3 separate regions of the Mus musculus genome follow, and all the other regions are linked to region 1. The links are chromatin contacts, called in public HiCAR-type and promoter capture Hi-C maps. All regions are on one chromosome and are shown on one strand. Each heading gives the region's core, a stretch centred on a gene start, on an enhancer-like site or on the middle of the called end of the contact. The rest is flanking DNA. Distances are from core to core; before and after follow the strand shown. Region 1 holds the start of Tmcc1 (transmembrane and coiled coil domains 1). Region 2 holds the start of Ankrd26 (ankyrin repeat domain 26). Region 3 holds the start of Brpf1 (bromodomain and PHD finger containing, 1).

The links. Promoter capture Hi-C pulls out the DNA fragments that hold promoters and counts their contacts. HiCAR-type assays count read pairs that join an accessible place to other places.
Region 2: a promoter capture Hi-C map of pre-B cells shows a contact between it and region 1, with 5 times the contacts expected there. The contact joins the promoter of Ankrd26 here to the promoter of Tmcc1 in region 1. A contact is called at or near these places in 3 of 39 promoter capture datasets (3T3-L1-derived adipocytes, hippocampal neurons and pre-B cells) and 1 of 115 datasets of contacts at active chromatin or transcription factors (astrocytes).
Region 3: a HiCAR-type map of astrocytes shows a contact between it and region 1, with 5 times the contacts expected there. The contact joins the promoter of Brpf1 here to the promoter of Tmcc1 in region 1. A contact is called at or near these places in 1 of 39 promoter capture datasets (pre-B cells) and 1 of 115 datasets of contacts at active chromatin or transcription factors (astrocytes).

The regions. Positions count from the first base shown.
Region 1 is chr6:116,191,970-116,194,669 of GRCm38.p6, reverse strand. Tmcc1 (transmembrane and coiled coil domains 1) reads left to right here and starts at 1,296. Exons shown (of 6, transcript NM_177412.1): 1 at 1,296-1,412.
Region 2 is chr6:118,560,938-118,563,637 of GRCm38.p6, reverse strand. It overlaps Ankrd26 (ankyrin repeat domain 26), which reads left to right and starts at 1,367. Exons shown (of 34, transcript NM_001081112.2): 1 at 1,367-1,825. The coding sequence starts at 1,581.
Region 3 is chr6:113,305,871-113,308,570 of GRCm38.p6, reverse strand. It overlaps Brpf1 (bromodomain and PHD finger containing, 1), which reads right to left and starts at 1,434. Exons shown (of 13, transcript NM_030178.2): 1 at 1,234-1,434.

The DNA.
Region 1 (2,700 bases), core at 47-2,546:
CTGCCCCTTACATGTGCAAGCTCATCCTCACCACCCTCCAATCTGAGTCAACCCTGCCACCTCCTTCTCCTTCACCTTTCCTTTAATTTATCAAAATGTATATCCATTTTACTCCCAATGTTTTTCTCTATGAGCACACTGCGTCCTTGCTTTCACCATCTTGCCAGTTGCTTCCTGAATGACCTCCCTCACCCAGGCCACTTTTCACATGGCTGCATAATAATTTAAAATCAGACATAATAATCAAGTTCCTAGCCCTGCAACCACGGCTGAAGAAAAGCTCAAAGGCTTCCTGAAACTCTCAGAAGTCCCAAACCTTTTTTATCTACCTCTTTTCACGTGCAGTCTAGGTCCTGACTGCAGCACCCTGACCAGTAGCCCCTTAGCTCCCCTTCTGGCCAGGCCGTGTCCTCACCCCAGTGCACTCTTTGCAACTTAAGGATTGTTAAATTGGACTGTAGCTCCATCATCCCCAACTACATTTCGCCCATTTGGTCTCCATCAGCTTTCAAACTTCACGAGCCAATGGACTCTGTTTATTACCGTTTTCCACTCACAGATCCTCCAATACCGGAAGAAGCTTTGCCATCTTAGTGACGGACGACTGAGTTAGAGACATCCCGATAATTAAAGAGATGAGCTACTAGGGGTTTTGTCATTGACCTAAAGCCAGTCCCTAGTTGGAAGGCCCTGGGAGTCAAGGTAGAGAGAATTGTGCGACTCGGAGGAGTGGGTCCCAGAAATTAGCTTTAGCCTGTTTAGCAGGACAGCTGGCCTGAGTTACTGAGGCTCTGAGGGCACCCGAAAAGCAGAGAAAGGGGCTGAGGATACGTGGGGTCCAGAGGTGGAAGAGCCGAGAAGCTGAAGAGCCCACGGTCCGAGGGGTTGAGAGGCTAAAGAACGACAAGCCGAGGAGTCGAAGAGCCGAGATGCTGAAATGCTTCAGCGTCTGAACTGCAGGAACGGTCAGGAAAAACTCTGGCGGAGGATGCCGCACCACCTGCAGCGCCTCCGCTTACTTGACCTGCGCCCGCGTGGGGGGGTGGGCCTGAGGCGTGGCTACACCTCTGGGTCGGGTCACGCCCCCACGGCGTGCGCGGTCCCGCTCGGCACCGCCTTGCGCATGCGCTGTCGGCGGGAGGCGGAGGTTGTGGGCGGCTGTGGCGACGGGGTGCGCGTTCTCGTTCTAGCTGTCGTTCCCTCGCGCTGGTTCGCGCTCGCGCGCCGGGGCCGTGGCAGCGGCGGCGGAGGCGGCGGCGGCAGCGGCTGAGGCGGCGCGGGGGGCGGGCCGGGAGGGGGGGGTGGTCGGGGTGGGGATGGACCGGGCGCGGCGGCGGCAGCTGCAGGAGCCGGCGCTGGAGACCGAGCCGCGGCGCTGGCGGAGACGCCGGCTGTCCGTCGTCTCTCCACCGGTGAGTAGGACTGGCCCAGGCCGTGGGTGGGGACGGGCGATCTCTTTAGCGCGGCCCGTCGCGGTCGCGGGGCCTCCTCGAGGCCTGGCGCGGATCGGACCTCTGGTCGCTCTGGCGGCGCCGAAGCCCCGGGCCTCCGGCCGGACCCCGCGTCTCCGGGCCTTCTGCCTGTCATTGGGACAACCCCCGCCCCCGCCCCCGCTCGGGCACTCTCCCCCGCTCTCCTTTGGGCAGAGCTGAGCGAGGGGCGTGTGAGGACTCGCGCCCAGGCCCAAGGCCTCCTGGCTAGCCGAGGTCTGAGAGTCCTCCCTCGTCCGGCCCTGCGGTACCCATAAGTTGGCCACCGAAAGTCAGCCCTTGCCACCTGAAACCAGTCTTGCACCTTTTGTTTTGATTTTGAACTCGTGGTTTAACTTGGAGGAGGAAACCCGCTGTCCTGCGAAGAATAGGTGAGATGGGAGTCTAGGTGGTTAGGATGCCCTTTATTAACCCTTTTTGTGGAGAGCAGGGGGCCCGCAGTGAGATGCATTTCGCTACAAAACCTGAGATTTCAGCCTCAGCCAAAGTGTGGACGGTGTTGGTCCAGTGATTCAGTGTCTGTCCCACTCCATCCCTGGACAGCGTTGATGGAGGTTCCCCTACTGGATCTGCTGCTGGGGCTTCTGGAGGTAGCCCACTTGAGCTCTTGGAGAATATCTCTCTGTGCTCTGGTGTCACGTTTTACCTTAGTCTTCATAGATCATAACCAATGTCCAGGCTTAGGTTTTATTGGAAAAAAAAAAAAAACGACTACCATGCACCCCTTCTAAAATGGTTGTTGTCATAGCCTGACATAGTTGTCAAAAGATCCATGTGCACATGCGTCCCTGGAATTCCTAAATTGGCTTTTCTTTTAAGGAAAAAAGAAAAATAGAAAGAAAACAAACACAGTAAAAACCCCAAGATTGAAAAAGCAGGTAACAACTTTAGAATATAGCACAAGTTTGATTTGTTCCTCTCCCTGTCCTGTATCTTAAATTTTAGAAATTAAACTAAACCTTTGTCTTTGAGTGTATAGAATTTGCATAAAGAAATTGTCACAAAGCTTGGAGGAAAACCTTAATAGAAATGGTAAGATATAAAATCCTCCAGGACCTGGGGTCTTACCCCCCAACTTTCATTTACAGATTGAGACTGAAATTGTGAGTGGGTGGTAGTTTTATCAGTGTCTCGTAACAGAGATACTTAGAGGTGGGATTTTAGATCAACAGTACCTTGCCCTCCACCAACAGAATTGGTTGTGTTTTTT
Region 2 (2,700 bases), core at 118-2,617, 2.4 Mb before region 1:
GCACACACATGCGCGCACACACACACAAAGATAAAATTAGCAATAGAATTTATTTCAATTTTTATTACAAAAGATATAGTCAAATCAAAAACCTGTGGAATCATTCCATTGAGTACAGCATGTATTACAGATCCACACTGCAGAAGTGGGATTCCTGTGGGTTGGGGAGCAGGGGGAGGGGGTAGGATAGGAAAGCTGATAACATTCGAAATGTAAAGAAAATATCTAATAAAAAATTAAAAATTAAAAAAAAAAAGAAGCTGTACCATAGGAACTGACTGATCTGAACTACTGCCGTAGCAAGTTTTGAACGTTGCAAGTCCAGAAGCAAATCACATTGAGCCATCGTGTTCTCCTGTGCGTGGGACCTAGCTTCTTTATGTCCAGGAGGTAAAGCCTTTGGAATGTCCACTGGGACTCCTAGCTTCCATCAGCCAAAGGGGGTAAGAAATTCATCAACTGCCATCTGAGGGGTGTTAACACAAAACCCACTTACCTGACGTACCCACCGACGTATCTGAAAAGTGGGTTGATTTGTTGTCGTTTCTATTAAAATTGGAACATGAAACAGGATTTGAGGTAGCCTGAATTTGAGGTAGTTCCTGCGGCCACTGGAGGTCCTATTAGGCACGAACGGTATTTTATTCCCTTTGAGGTGAGTTGTGGCTTTAGATTGACAAAATTTATTAACAATTTAAAACGTCAAGGTGAACACTTACACTGGAAAACTGCTTACTAAGTATTACTTTTTCCAGGTCCAAAACCAAAAATTTACACACATCATATCGTTTCATTCAGATCCCAAATGCAGACAACCTTTTCTTCTTACCTCCCATCAGCTTGTCTAACTCATATACTGACTCTTTAGGCTGTGAAACACGATCATTTATTGCACTAATTCCCAAACTACTTAGCTTAACAAAATCTCTTCCCTTACTCTTCCACGCCACGATTCCATCCATGCTGTTTGTAGTTTACTTTTTGATTATCGCCTACCTAGAGTCCAATAGGTTTGCTCCCCAACAGGTTTAACTGCCACTGAAACACAAGGCCAAAGCTAAGCAGGGAGGCCGGACTCCAGAAGGTTCTGCGCCCATCTGCCAGGCGCCCTCAATGCCCGCAGTCCTGGAGTACTGGGTCTGGGTTCCACGCTGCTGAGCGACCCCCATTCCTGTTGAAGCCTTGCAGCGATCACGCCCAAACCGAGGCTAACCCGGGCCTCTGGAAACAACACACTGCCCACCTCCGCCTTAAACCCCGGGTTAGAGAACCCGCTAGGTTGCAGCGCCCTGACCTCCTGAACAGCAAAGAAGGCGGAGCCTGGCCGTGCGCACGCGTGCTGGGCACTGGTCGCTGCTGGGCCTGTGTGAGCATGCGCGGCAGCAAGAAGGCGCGGGTTGCTAGTTTGCAGCTCGGCTTGGCGATTATTGTGCTTTAAAAACCTGCCGGGCCATGCAGCGTCTTTCCCGGTGGGATCCCGTGCGTCTAGGCCGGCTTTTCAATAAGTGCCCTAGCTGCGTTGTGTTGTCAGCCAACGTTGCGCGGGGAAGAAGGTGCCTGTGAGGGGCGTACCCTCTGCCATGAAGAAGATTTTTGGCTTCAGGAGTAAGGGCCCATCGCCCTTAGGCCCCTCTGCCCGCCCGCGCAGCAACTGCGTGGGCTTTGGACGCGAGAGTGCTAGTGGCTCCCACGTGCCCAGGTACCATATTCACGACAAGGATATGGGCAAGATCCACAAGGCTGCAAGCGTGGGAGATGTAGCCAAAGTGCAGCATATCCTTATCCTTGGAAAAAGTGGCGTGAACGATAGAGACAAGAAGGACAGGTAATAAATGGCCCGCCAGTTAGCGGGGCGGGACGAAGCTGGTGGGGGAGCGTGCACCTACCTTGTCTGGCTTTGGGGCTGGAAGACAGAGAGTCTATCTTTCATTAAGGAAGCTTGACTCTTCCCACCTGGCTTTGAATGCCTAAGTCTTAGTGGGGTCTAAGCCCTGACCTGTATGAACAGCAAGGACAGCAACAAAAAACACTTCAGCTGGTTTCTGATCCACTGACAGTTCCCTTCACTGGCAATGTAAAGCGAGTTAACTAACATTTTAACTTTCTGCATACATATAAGAAAGTTTTATGTTGTAGAAATACATAATAGGAGAAATGTTTCTGTTCAAGGTTAAAAATTCTTCCACTAACATACAGGATCCATCTTATCACTGCCGTACACCTGTGTGAATGGTTTTGGTTGGTTGGTTTGTTTTTACTGCATTTTGAAGTGGGAAAATAGTTCCATATTCTCGAGTCAAAGATTGGTAATTCCCAGAACTCGAACTCTGAATATCCTGATCAATTTAACGTAAGCCAAACCCGACCGTCAGCGTTTTAACAATTTTGAGTTTCTTATGTTGCTTTTGATTTTGTGATGAGACGAGAAAAAAAAAACTTTCTAAAGGATAAAACTACTAGTTTTCACAAGTCAGTCGTTTACTAGCAGCCAAAGAGACACAGCAGTGAGCAGGGTGGAATAGAAAACCCAGAACATATCCAATCAAGTATATGTAAGAATTTAGATATTGCTGGGCAGTGGTGGCTCATGCCTTTAATCCCAGCACTTGGGAGGCAGAGGCAGGTGGATTTCTGAGTTCGGGGCCAGCCTGGTCTACAGAGTGAGCTCCGTGACAACCAAGGCTACACAGAGAAATCCTG
Region 3 (2,700 bases), core at 185-2,684, 2.9 Mb after region 1:
TCACCCTGGAACTGGGTGGGGAGATATAGGGAGAAACCTTGTGAAATGGTCATTTCCGCAGGACAAACGGCACAGGCTACACTTGGTTTCCTCATTTACTGATTCATGCAACATTAACTCAGGGCCTACTGAATGCCAGGACACAAACATGATCACAAAAATCTAGGCATTATGTTCCAAGGTTCTCAAAGGCTAACCCTCCCCCACCTCAGTTTCTGGGTGAGTAGAGACAGCAGATGGCACCAAACCCCAGGGAGCCCAGCTTAGTCTGGTACCGCTCCAATTTCTCTCAGGACTAGTTTGAACTAGTGCCTAGGACCACCAATGCAGGGCCTGCCTAACCTCCCTGACAAACACTAACTCTCAGCCTTTCCTTCCTTCTCCTGAGGCTTAACTACAAGAATGGGCAGCTCTCGTCCATCTATCGACAGCAAGTCAGCCAAGCTACACATTCAATTCCAACTCACTTCTATTTCCTACCTGCTGCTGTGCCTTTAAACACAAAACCAATTATAGGTACAAACAAGCTCAACACTTTCCAAGCCGGGTCCCTGGTGAACGCTGCCGTTCTGGCTTTGCTGCCCTGGTTCCCGAACTAGCACAGTGCCCCAAGGGACCTGGCGTCAGAGGCACGAAGGTGTCCAGAACTTAGCTCTGAAAGCCCTGGGGCCCTTGGATATGGCGGAAGCACCTACTCCCGGGAACTCCAGGAGCAGAAGGAAGTAAGGGGTAAGGGGTGGGACAAGGCCCGCGGGGCTAGAGCCCAATCTCCCGGATGCTGCGCCGCTTCCCTTTTGTCAAAGTGTAACAAGTCAAACAAGGTTTCCCTTCTGCCTCTGGCCCAGGCAGCCTCAAAGGGAACACTGCTGCCGCGGACGCTCCCCACGAACGAATGGCATGTCAATTCTCCCTGCTCCAGGGGCTCAGGAGGAGCCTAAGGCGCCTCGCCAGGGCTGCCCCTTCTCCACTGGCACTACCTCCCGGCCCCGGCCCGTACTCACCGGCCACCTCCAGTCTGGGCTCATCGCCGGGGGCGCCCGCCGGGGCTCCAACCCCGTGTGGGAGGCCGGCGATGAGAGACGGGCCGAGAAGGGGAAACCCGAACTCTCGGAAGCGAAGCTGGCCGCCCCGGCTCCTGCCCCGCACTCTCTGGCCCGGCTCCCCCGGCTTCCCGCGCTGACCCCTGCCACTCCTGGTCCCGCCGGTGCCCCAGCGTCGCAATTCCGCAAGCACCTTCGCGTTTCCCGAGCTTTTGGATCTTCTGGCCTGGGAACCCGGTGCCGCCGGGACAATGGGGGGGCTCCTGGAGGCGGCACAGGAACAGCAGCGGCGAGACCGTGGCGGCAAAGGCTGTGGCAGCGGCGGCAGCAGCAGCGACGGCGACGGCGTCCGCCAGGGTAAACGTGGTCCCGTGGCGCTGTATAGACGCACTTTCGCCACGGTTCCTCGCCGGTCTACTGAGGAGCTTGAGACCAACCTGTCGGTCTGAAAAAGATCTCTGGACACCTTAAAGGGCTCAGCAAGCGCCTCCATGTTCTAAGTGGAGTTTCTGGCGAGCGAAAGCTCAGTTTTGGGGAGTCTGAGTCCTCGGGCCGTTTGTGGCGAATCTGCGACTACGGACAGGCAGCGCGAGGCTGGGCGTGAGGAGCCCGCCCTTCTCCCCTCCCCCTCTGCCGCCGCCTGCTCCCTCCCTCCTGCTGGCGCGACTGCTGCGGTAGGGACCTGGCCTTGGTCTCCGAGGAAGGCGACTGGGAGGAACGGGGCGGGAGCGCCGGGTGGGGCGGAGTTGAGGGCAGGGCCTAGAGCCGGACGAACGCAAGGGAGCCGCAGAGGCCCGCAGATATGGTCAGGGGCGGGGCGACGTGGGAAGACTAGGCCGGCGCGGGAGGGGCTTGTGTTTAGGGGGTGGAGCTGCGGGAAAGCGGTGCCCTGATGCGACGACCGCAGCCGGAAGAGTGGGCCCGAGGGGCCCAAGTAACGAAGGGCGGAGCTTTGGGTAAGCCTGGAAGGTGGAGCTAAACTAGGGATGAAGCTACAGCTGGGAAAGCGCACCACAGTGCTGCAGGGTAAGGGCGGGACTTAGGAACGTAAGGGGCGGGGCTTCCGCTGAAATGTGAGACTGAAGGGTGACGAGGCGTGGCCCTAATGAGGGAACTGAGTTTGGGGAGGTTCCAGTGCATTCCAGTAAAACTGTAGGACTCAGATTGGCAGCGCTGGACTACAAGGTTACCGGTAGCTGATTGGAAGACGGTATCAAAACACACAGCCCATTGAATATGACTGACACCTCAAGTGTGATCGTGGGAAATTCTTCTTTGGGTTCTTCAATTGTAAACCTGGAACTCGAAAATTCTGTCAGTTCCTGGGGGTTTCAGAGAATTTGGATGTCAGGGATCATCATTGTCAAGCAGTGCTTGTAGTTTTGTCACTGAAGAGTATGATAGTCTTCCAAGATGCTAGAGTCACTGAGAACGCGGTTTATTTTCATGCGGACTTGGTATTCAGCTCCCTAAAGTGCACGTTTTCTTATGACACGTTTCCCCCGAGAAATGCCAATAAAACCAGCACTCCAAGTTGTTTCCTGGTCAAAAGGGGGGGTCTGGCGTAAAATCGGTGGTTTCTATAAAGAAATGGCTTATTGCAGCGGAGTTTCTCATTATTAAATGGGGATAATATATAGTCCCTCTGTCCCGGGGTTAT